Regions from separate parts of the Mus musculus genome. Here all the other regions are linked to region 3. Evidence: chromatin contacts called from public Hi-C and promoter capture Hi-C data. All regions are on one chromosome and are shown on one strand. The core of a region is the stretch at or near the end of the contact, and the rest is flanking DNA. Distances in the headings are between cores, read along the strand shown. Region 1 holds the start of P2ry12 (purinergic receptor P2Y, G-protein coupled 12). Region 2 holds the start of Erich6 (glutamate rich 6). Region 3 holds the start of Med12l (mediator complex subunit 12-like).

Evidence for each region. Promoter capture Hi-C pulls out the DNA fragments that hold promoters and counts their contacts. A called contact is a pair of places that touch in the nucleus more often than the background predicts.
Region 1: a contact with region 3 is called in a Hi-C map of LSK cells, with 4 times the contacts expected there. The contact joins the promoter of P2ry12 here to the promoter of Med12l in region 3. A contact is called at or near these places in 1 of 39 promoter capture datasets (stem cell-derived epiblast-like cells), 1 of 484 Hi-C or Micro-C datasets (LSK cells) and 2 of 9 other capture datasets (liver and pancreatic islet).
Region 2: a promoter capture Hi-C map of embryonic stem cells shows a contact between it and region 3, with 2.2 times the contacts expected there. The contact joins the promoter of Erich6 here to the promoter of Med12l in region 3. A contact is called at or near these places in 3 of 39 promoter capture datasets (cranial neural crest, embryonic stem cells and frontonasal cranial neural crest) and 7 of 115 datasets of contacts at active chromatin or transcription factors (astrocytes, embryonic forebrain, embryonic stem cells and 1 more).

The regions. Positions count from the first base shown.
Region 1 is chr3:59,261,203-59,264,517 of GRCm38.p6, reverse strand. P2ry12 (purinergic receptor P2Y, G-protein coupled 12) reads left to right here and starts at 1,533. Exons shown (of 5, transcript NM_001357008.1): 1 at 1,533-1,744. It overlaps Med12l (mediator complex subunit 12-like), which reads right to left. Exons shown (of 44, transcript NM_177855.3): 33 at 2,535-2,644; 34 at 2,173-2,308; 35 at 1,232-1,393.
Region 2 is chr3:58,635,631-58,638,817 of GRCm38.p6, reverse strand. It overlaps Erich6 (glutamate rich 6), which reads left to right and starts at 1,611. Exons shown (of 14, transcript NM_001081262.1): 1 at 1,611-2,182; 2 at 2,700-2,757. The coding sequence starts at 1,654. It overlaps Gm46806 (a long non-coding RNA gene), which reads right to left and starts at 2,807. Exons shown (of 2, transcript XR_001783856.2): 1 at 2,021-2,807; 2 at 1,326-1,681.
Region 3 is chr3:59,005,257-59,008,770 of GRCm38.p6, reverse strand. It overlaps Med12l (mediator complex subunit 12-like), which reads right to left and starts at 1,793. Exons shown (of 44, transcript NM_177855.3): 1 at 1,671-1,793. The coding sequence starts at 1,769.

The DNA of each region.
Region 1 (3,315 bases), core at 284-2,783, 260 kb before region 3:
TGTACATGTATGTGGCTTTCTCTGAATAAAATTTTTTGGGAGAAAATTAATTACAGAAACAGGTACAACACAAATTAAGTCTTTCAATTCCAAGGTATCTTTACTGAATCCAGGTAAGGAATTCAATTTTGTTTCTGAAAAATAGCATGCTTTTATTTGTAATACTAATGGGTAACATTTCTTAGTAATTTTGCAAGTATACCTATTTAAAGACATTTCTCCTCAAAACGGCCAAGGTACCCCGCCCCCCATGTGAGCATATCTGTTTTTGTCTGTCTTCCTCTTTAAGTGTGACTTCTTCTGACACTACCAGTAATGTCACCACCCACTGCTGTCTGCCATGTGATGAAATCGTTCTCCTGAGTAGAACTCACATCTAAATGGCTCCTGGATGCCTTCTGAAAGAAGCCCAAGTCACCCTTATTGTGACTTCTGGTTTTCCCCTCCCATGGCCACACTGCTATGGCATTTGAGTTAACTCTGAATTCTGGTGGCATGGTTTTTCCTCTTAACAGTCACCTTTCTTGCCTTTCCTTAAACTTTCCCCACCTGTCCTATACTTTTCTGTATACTTAGTCCGTCAGGATGGTCTGTGTGTCCACTATTGTAGGACCCCTGTTCTGACTACCTCTGCCTGTGTGACTTAAACCGTTCCCCGTTGGTGCCATCATGACCTGACCTGCACGTCCCGTTGCATGTAAAAGTGCATCTACTTCCCCCTAAGGGCAGGGATTCCCTCCACCATCTCCATTGCTGCAGTGCCAATGGCTACTCAGGCTGGCCTTTCTGTTATTTTAAAGAACCTTCCAAAGCGTTGTATAGAAAGCAAATGCCCATCTAATACTGCTTCTTAGAGACTACGTAGTGTTGTAACACAAGTTTTACTAAATACTGCTTACTCAGCAAATGAAAATTCTTATCAGCACACATTTTCTTATATAAACATAGCTTGTTTCCTATCCTGATGTAAAATAATAATTTTATTTTACTTTTATTTCTTATGCTAAGCTGTTACTTAAGTTTTTGGTAGATTCTAGAAATGCCCTGAAGTCCAGATAAGCATTTTAATTGGGAGATCTTTGAAGATAATGGCTTTTTTCTTTTTCTTTTTGCAATGCCAATAGCTATTGTGCTTTGATGACAAAAATTATACCACTGAAAATTAAGAAAAGTCACTTGGCTTCTATAACTAGATATATTTATATATGTGGGAAAAAACATTTACTCTTGCCTGTTTTTTATCAATAGAGTCAAATCCAGCAATTTTGTTTCCCTTTGTATCGATCAAAGAACCCATGGGTTCACACGTGATGACATCGCAGGTCTGCTTTGGCAAAGGCAGCAACTGTCGAACTTTGTCAATGCTTTCTGACCTCTTGTCTCCTAGTTCTTTCTAGAAGAAAGAGGGGGGAAAAATGTAAAAGCAAGAGAGAAGTGAGGCAAAAATTCTGACTTTACAATGAAGCAAAAGCTAACAAGAAGGAAGTTCCCCAGTGACACATTTCCTTTTTTTTAGGGCTAGTATGTCTTTAGTCCTTAGCGCAGTCTATGGAACAGCTGCAAATTGGACTGGTGAAATGTTTCATTTCTTCTATTCAAGTAGAAAATCAGGGTGCACACAAAGGCAGTCTTGTTCTCCATGACAAATCAGAGTGCTGAAATGACAAAACGCCAGTGTCATTTGCTGTCACACAGCAGGAGCTGCCGCACGGACACTTTCCCGTATCCAGGGTCACAGTGCAAGGTAACCATCAGCTTTTTTACTGTAACGTCTTCAGATTATGTATTTGCAATGTCTATTTGCCGTTCATGTCCAGGACTGTTAGTGGATTTACAAATTCAATGCAGAGCTCATTTTTTTTTTTCCCACTTGCATGTGTAAATCCAAGCATGGGTTCAAAGGAAATCTGACACTGGAGTTTTGGTTAGATATCTGATAATGCATTTTTAAAATCCTTAAAAATTAAAACACATTTTATTTGAGCACACCTTTTCAGAGAAAAAAATCGTTCAAATATCATGCTTGTAATTTTGAAGGACTGACAGAGTAGGTAAGATAACAAATAACCACAATCTGCTGAATCAGCTACACATGTAGATTAATGAGGAGGAAATTAAGACAATAATCCATAAACAACATGATTTCAGAGTAGAGGCTGATCACAAGCTTACTTTCAGTTTCTTTACTAAGTTCATGTATGCACGTTTGTTCTCTTCTGATCCCCCGGGGGAAGCACTTGATAGGTCAGAAGCCAGGGTTCCATTGATTAAAACACCCAGCATGTCAAGAACCGTTGTGAATAATTCACTGAGAAGAAAGAAAACCCCATTTTATTCTCACAAACAAAACCCGGACACACAGAATTGCCTAAGCATTTCTACTGAAAGTGCTAAGTTTTTAATGACAGCTAAATCAGTAAGTGGCAGAATTTCCTGTCAGTAGACAAAAGCTTGTACCATGCATGCATGCAGGGGAAAAAAAAAGGTATAAAATGATAAAAAACAAAATAAAACAAAACAAAAACCCAACATACTTGTTAGTGTGCATGTCAACAGTTCCCGAAGTAATTATCTGGAGGAGTAGGAGGGCCCAGTCGGTGGTCCCCTGCGTGCTCCGCTGTACCGTGTCAAACATTCCTCCTACCTAGCATACAAAATATGATAAAGATTTTGTATTGCTACCCCTATTACCATATGTGCCCAAATGTTGATTTGTTAAACCAGAAGTGATGTTAAGAACTGGTTCTTGCTAGCCACACTATGGATTATCCTACAACTGTCTCTTCTAGCTATGTGGTTATCACTGTTTATGGTTCTTTCCACAGAGGCTAGGCATTCAAAACTTAACAGAAAGTGTAACACTTGAATGTGGGCAGTCACAAAATTACCTTTCTCTTCTCATCAGTCTCTCATGGTACTTAGTTTTAGACATAACTGCAGTTAAACCTGAATAGCATCAAAACTCTGTCTCATCACCTGCAATTGTGTGATATTCGATTATTATTGCATCTGAGCCTGCCACTATAATATCCCTGGAGATGCCCTTTAACGTGGAAGGAATGAGGAGGAGAAGGTATTGCCACAGGTCTGCCAGCTCCTGGGAGGAGGTCAGAGTGCTGAAGGTGAGGTGAACAACTGCCCAGGGAGGTCAGATTGCCAAAAGCCAGAAAAGCAATTGCCCAGGGCACGTTCAGGATTTGTCAAGAGGAAATTTAAGGGAATACAAAACATGCTGAAACTTTCAGATTTCTGTAAAATATTCTTGTGAGATTTGTCTTTTTTTTTTCTGATCAATTTAACAGAATGTCTCTGAGA
Region 2 (3,187 bases), core at 362-2,861, 370 kb after region 3:
ACATGTCACTTCCCTCCATAGAGGGCCAGTTGAATTTCAGGACCTAGGAAAGTGCTTACAACACCAGAATGCTCTTATTAGAATATAAGCTCAGTTGTAAGGAGCATACCACAGGCCCTGGGCTCATCGCTAGCACCCATTCCCAGCAGTCAAAGATTGTCTGCATAGGACTTCATAAGTCCCATTCACTGTCCTCACTCCCACACTTCCCCAGGTCTCTGGAGTGCCTTCCTACCCTGGGCCTGATCCACTACTCATTATGTCCCTGTCCACACATCTGACCTTTTTTTCCAAAGCCACTCAAACATCTGGACTGCCTCATTAGCCTGTGGCAAGCATTCCATTGCCCTTCAAGATCTTCCATTCTTTTAAAAACACTCTGAGCAGTTTCTCTCTGCCCCACCCACAGGAGTATTGGACAATTTCTGCCACTCACTCCCTGGTCTATATTCTAATGCCAGTGACCTTGATGAACCCTGCCAAGTAGTTAGGTACTCTGGCCAGCTACTTAAGCAGGCTTCTAGGTAGTGGCCTGACTCTACACCCAACAGAGACCTGGCTCACAGTAGTGCCCAATAAATATAGTGTCAGATTAACAGCCATCAAAATAATTGCTCAGTGAACCAACCACAAAACAGGATCATGTGGGTTTGTCTAAATGAAACAAAAGTTAAGGCCACTGTGCCACCACATAGTCCCCATCACAGAGTTGTCCTGCCTTCCATTTGACCTAAACCTTAGGTCCTCTCCCAAAACACTTTAGGGGAAGTCTGTCCTCGACGGGACCTTCCAAGGGCATCACACTGCAGCTAAACCCAGGTGCCTCCATGTCCCTACTGCGGTGTTCCCAGTGGTCTTTGGATGATATATGTCTAAAATTACAGGCCACTATTCCATATTCATCAATATCCACAAATATCTTAAAGGAATGGTTGTTCCCAGCCCCCCCACCCCCCACAAATAGGCTAACAGAAGTCAAGTGACAGAAGAAATCACACATAGTGACTCATAGGCCTGACCCTGGGCATCTAATGTTCACCATACTTTCCTGGATACTATTTTTAGTATGTGCAAATATTTCACAAAAGAAAATAATAATTTAAAGTACCATGAGTTGAAACAAGGCCCCCAAAACAAAAAGTGGCATGTGGTAGACAGATATCGCTGGAATTTTCTATTTCCAAAACAAAAGGATGGATCAAAGAATCGACCAAACTAGGGCTAGAGTAAACCAAATTATCTCAGCAGCAATATATCTCCAAAAAGTCTTACTAAACAACAAATGTAAGGCAATGTAATCATAAGACGGCAAAGAAAGGCTGGTGTCTAATATAGTAAGCAGAGTTTTACTGGAATTTCCAATAATCATATTTCTAATAAAAATCAAATTCCACAACTCCCTCAGTGCCAAATGACATTATGGGTATCCTCCTTAAAAAGCCAGAAGGTCCGGCTCCAGGGAAAGGGAGGTTGCTTCTCTGCTGGCTAAGAGGGGCTCAGAGACCTAGAGAGCAAAGGCAGAAAGAAGCTTGGCAGAAAGAAGCTTGGCGCAGGGTCCTGAGGCTTTAAACCCTGAAAGGTTCCGAGGTTGCCCTGGGAGACAGACGCTCAACAGCTGCTCCGGGGTCGAGCGCTCCGGGGCTGCCCACAAACATGCGCCCGCGTCAGGGAGTGCGGAAGCCTGGAAAGAGGAACACAAAGTCAAAAAAGCCAGATAAAGCCTCGAAGGGAAAAGAGATGGTAGAGGCAGAGAAAGCGCAGAAGATGCAGAGAGAGCAGGGGGAGGAGTTGGAGCAGGAGGGACAGGAGGAGGAGGTGGAGGAAGAGGAAAAGGAGGAGGAGGCCAAGGAGGAGCAGGGAGCTCAGGAGGAGCAGGAGGGGCAGGGAGCTCAGGGGGTGCAAGGGTGGGATGATAGGGAGGGCCAGCCGCAGGAAAGCCAGAACCTGTTCCCTGAGTCGTTGAACGAAGAAGACATCTGGAAAGCCATAGGCCCCAGTGAAGGCTTTGACGAAGACTCACCGGAATTTCGTCCCCGCTTAATTAGCGTGGTCAGCCCCAGCCTGAGCACTATGTCCCCGCCCAGCAAGGTGTCCAGCCCCTCGTGGGGCGAAGAGGAGCCGCTGCCGCTGCCGCACAGGGAGGGCTCTCCTCCTGCTTCCAGCAGCGGCTCGTCCCACAAAAGTAGCGTTGGGCTTCTCCCTCCCTCGGGATCCTGGCCTGAAGGGCGGCCGGTGCTTCCCCCTCCCCCTCTGCTGCCCTTAACACTAGCAAGTCTTGGCTGATTGCCATGATGGCCCCTAGTGTGGGATCTAAGGGAAATCGGTTAGTAAAAGTAACAGGCCACTCCTGGGGCACTAGTGCCTGTGGGGTGCTCAACTACTTACTGAAGCAGTTCTACCTAACACCTTAACACGCAGCGTTACTGTCTTCCTTTAAAAGGAAGCAGAGCATTTAGAACGAGCTTCTTGGAGTCAGAGTTCACATTTTACTGTGGGTGTATCTTAACTGTTGGGGGAAAGGGTGGTGGTGTCTTTGTGCATTCTAGGATATATTTTTTATCAGCATACACAAATCATACACACACACCTGTGACAACCACCCTGTTTCTGCCCCTCACCAAATGTTCCCTGGGGACAAAATTTCCCTTGGAGAACCGGAGGCATGGAGTGGCTAAACTGTTTAATGTTTCGTCTGACAGGCTATCCCAAAATATTTCAAACATTTAAAAAGGACTTGTCTGAAGTGACTGTAGATAGGTAAGAAAATGTTTTCAATTATCAGTATTTTTTAAATATTTAGTTAGTTATTTAATGTATGTGATTCCACTGTTGCTGTCTTCAGACGCACCAGAAGAGGACATCTTATCTCATTACAGATGGTTGTGAGCCACCATGTGGTTGCTGGGAATTGAACTCAGAACCTCCAGAAGAGCAGACAGTGCTCTTAACTGCTGAGCCATCTCTCCAGCCCGAAAAAAAATCTTTTCCTCAGCAAACAGAAAGGAGCAGAAGCTAAGTTGGGATCAATGGCCTGCAGCTACTGGCTCAGCCCGGAGAAAGTAAAAGCAATTGCACTCACTGAATGGAAAATCTTATTTTTTTTTTTTTTATTTTTAGACAACAGGATTTACTAACATCAGATTTCATGCTCTTGGCCTTGGATTTAATATACTGGCTCCTTAGTATG
Region 3 (3,514 bases), core at 544-3,043:
GACACAGTGCAGGGCTGAAGGAGGGCTGCGCTGATAACCCAGTGTGTGCTTATTCACCACACACTTCAGATAAAGCAAGCGCTTCTGAGCTGCAATCACCCTATCTCCTCAAATCAAAGTAGGAAAAAAGTACCCTCTACAGGCACTTCTTCCAGCTTTAGATTTCTAGAAAGTGACCCAATGTCCAAAATTATTCTTTCCAGGATCCAAGTCCTGAAGTGACTGTCATATGTAAAAATAAATGCTAAATAAACAAGCACACATGCTAATCCAAGCCACCAACCCGAAGCTACGTCACTCTCCAGAAAGACCTAGTGAGGCACTAATTATAAGATGAGAAAAGTTAAGAAACGAATGTCCCTATCCCTGCCAAAACTTTTAAAATCACCTTTCTTTACACTTGGTCTTTAGAGTCTCTCTTCTTTCCAGACCTTAGGAGCTGCATAAGCACATGCTGCCCACCTGTAAACTTCCCAGCCATCTTCAATCGACTTCCCTGACCCTCAAACTCAATGGGAGAAGGCCAAAAGGAATTGCTCGTGATGATTTCTCAGACACATTATTAGCCAGTCTGGGCTGAGCCTCTACTAAAGAGACGGATACATTTATCAAAATAGAAGCCTGAAAGAACTCTGACTTGCAAAGTCCTCTTGTGAAATCAGGGGACACGCAAACTTTTATAGACTTTCCAGGCTCACGGGAAGACTAGAATACATGGCAGTTTCATGCTTAACTATAGAAAAGAGAAGATGGGTGGGCTGTAGCTGGCAAAGTCTCAAAGGACAGCTGGGGAGCAGGGGAACCAAAAAAGAGAAGATAGGCAAGTCTCTGGGCAAATTGTATAGCCAAGGGCGATCATTATTATGGCTGGAGAGTTGTTACATAATTACTTTTTAACTCCTGACACATACCTACATAGCTTACAATAACCACTGAAGCTACTGTATGTGCAACAGCCAAGGTTTCTCCATTTAATTTCATTCAAAGAAAATAAGTAATCTGGAAGCTATTCCTTTCTAAGATAACTTGTCTGCTTTTACACATACAAAACAGCCTCCGGGAAAGCCAATTTGTCTCTCTAGAAACAAAATTCGGTGTTTCTCTTCAATATTGTTTTCTTAAATTTTTTTTAAAGGCGAGAGATACAGAGGTACATTCACCGAGCCAAATATATGATCACCTCGCTAAAAAACGACTTCCATTCCAAAGTGGAGGATGTGATAAGGGTCCCTCCCCCATCCGTACCCATACCGCTGGCGCAAAACGCAAGACCACAGTGTCCGATGTACTGCATTCCAGCATTTGTCAAAAAGTTTACGAGGATTTATCGAAGCGACGGAGTAAAAAACAATAAAACAAGCAAAAACGGAGGAAAGCGAGCAAGAAGATGCTAGCGAGGTAGAAGCGGTAAAGCGCCCAGCGGCGCAGTGCAAGGCCCGACAACCGGGAAGCGACCCAGCCCCCCGCAGAGCGATCGCCCAGCGGAGCGCGGGGGTTGGCAGGCTCCGGGTCTCAGTAGCTCAGGGTCCCTGATACCCTAACCCGGGCCCCGCCTCCGATCCCCTCCCCAGCCCTTCCCCCGCAGCGCCGGGGACGCCCGCCGGGCCAGCTTGGCCCCGGGTCAGCGCTGCGGAGCGCCGCACAACCGCGGAGGCCGCCGGCGCCCTTACCTCCTTCTGCTTAGGGTCCTGCGGGTAGACGTCGGGCGGCCCGAGCCGCGGGCGCTTCAGCGGTCTCTGCTCATAGCTGAGAAGCCCGAAGGCGGCCATGATCTCTCATGTTAACCGGCGAAATGAATGAGAGTTGGAGCTGGAGCTGGAGCAGCCGCCTCTGAGCACCAGGGAGCAGCACTTTGCAGACAGACTCCCTCTTCCCTCCACTCTGGCTCGCCGTGGCGCTGCAGGCAGGAGAAAAAGCAGGTTGGAGACGGCCGCTGCCCGCGCGCAGACGCGCTCAGGGGGGCCGCCTTCGTGGGCACCCCGCTGCGCCGAGCCCCGGGACGCCTGCTCCGCGGGCGGCGGCGGCGGCGCCCGGGCTGGAGGTCGGCCAGGGTCCGCCGCGGCCACGGCCTCCCGCCACCCCCACTCGGTCCCCAGGGGGAGGAGCAGATGATGGGAACGTGTGACTTTCTTCACCAATGAACCCAAACCCACCCAGAGGGGCCCAGGCTGGGGTGGGGGAGGGGCATAAAGGGGGAAAAAACTTTTCTTGGCGCCTAGGCGGGAGGCTCGGTGCCCGCCGAGAGCTAGGCGTCCTCGGGCACGCGAGGTGCTGCGCAGCGGCCCGCGCCCACTTCCTGGCTCGCCATGCCCGGCGCTCGCAGCTTTGCACTCGGAGGACCCGCCGCCCGGGCACGGAACCGCGGACGCGGAGGGAGAGAGGCCGCGAGAGGCGAGGATGCGGACGCCGAGCGAGGCCGGTGCCTCCGGGTTCAGCCAGTGCACGAGCTGCGCGGGTCCCCTCGGCGGCGCCGGGGCGCTTTGCTGGCTGCCGGCTGCAGCGGCCGCGGCGGCTGGAGGGGGCCGCGCTCGCTGTGGCGCGGGGCCGACTTAACCCTTTGCTGGCCCTCCCGGGGCTGGGGAGGGGGTGAGCAGAGGTGGCCGCGAGCACCGACGGACACATCGGGAGCACGGGCGACTGGGCTCCCCGGGCCACCCCTAGACGTCGCGCGCCCTGATCCCCACCCCCAACAGTTTACCTGTTGGTCCCTAGCTAGCGGCTAGGCAGGGGCGGGCAGCCGGGACGCCCTGGCGGCCGCAGCCTCCATCGCTCCGTTAGGGTTGGGGAATTGGATTTGACGTTGCGAGGTGTCTGGCTCGCCAGACTGCGGACGCCGCGAAGTTTGCGGCTGCCTGGGGGCGTCGCTCGCTGTCGCCAGCGTTCTCGCCCCCACGGCCCGGGAGCGCGAGCTCCCGAGTTGGCGGACGGCGGCGCGGCGGCCGCACTGAGCATGCCCAGCTTGGCGGCCGGACCGCGGAGGAGTTGGCTGCGAGCGCCTCGAGCGCTCCCATCTGCCTCTCCGGGTTTTCGCAGCCGCAGAGCGCGCATTCCACGGGCCCTGCGCCCCAGCTGGCTGCAGGGTTAACCCGGCTATGGAACCAGCCCCAGGAGGGACCCCGGGCCTCGAGCTGCGCCCTCCGCCTCGACCCCTCCTGGGGTCGCCATCCCGGCAGCCTAGGCGAAACCTCACCTGCTCGCATCACAGGGATGGGAACCGCGGGGAGGGGGCGATCCTTTCGGGGGATCTGGTCAATCCACCTGCCGGCGCCCCTCGCTTGCTCCAGGTAGACACACAGATGCGGGGCCAAGAGCCGTGAGCATTGAGACCTAGCCTCGGAGGCGGGCCCAGCGTGTCCTAAGGGACCCTGCAGGAGGCGCGCCCAGGAGAACGCGCCAGCACTTGGCCAAGAATGATGGCTGCCATTTATCGAGTCCTCCTTTGGTTGTATGAGCTTGATGGTCTGAATTTGCTTCTAGCAACAAACCCTTCCACGGTTTTACTTCACCTTCTTTA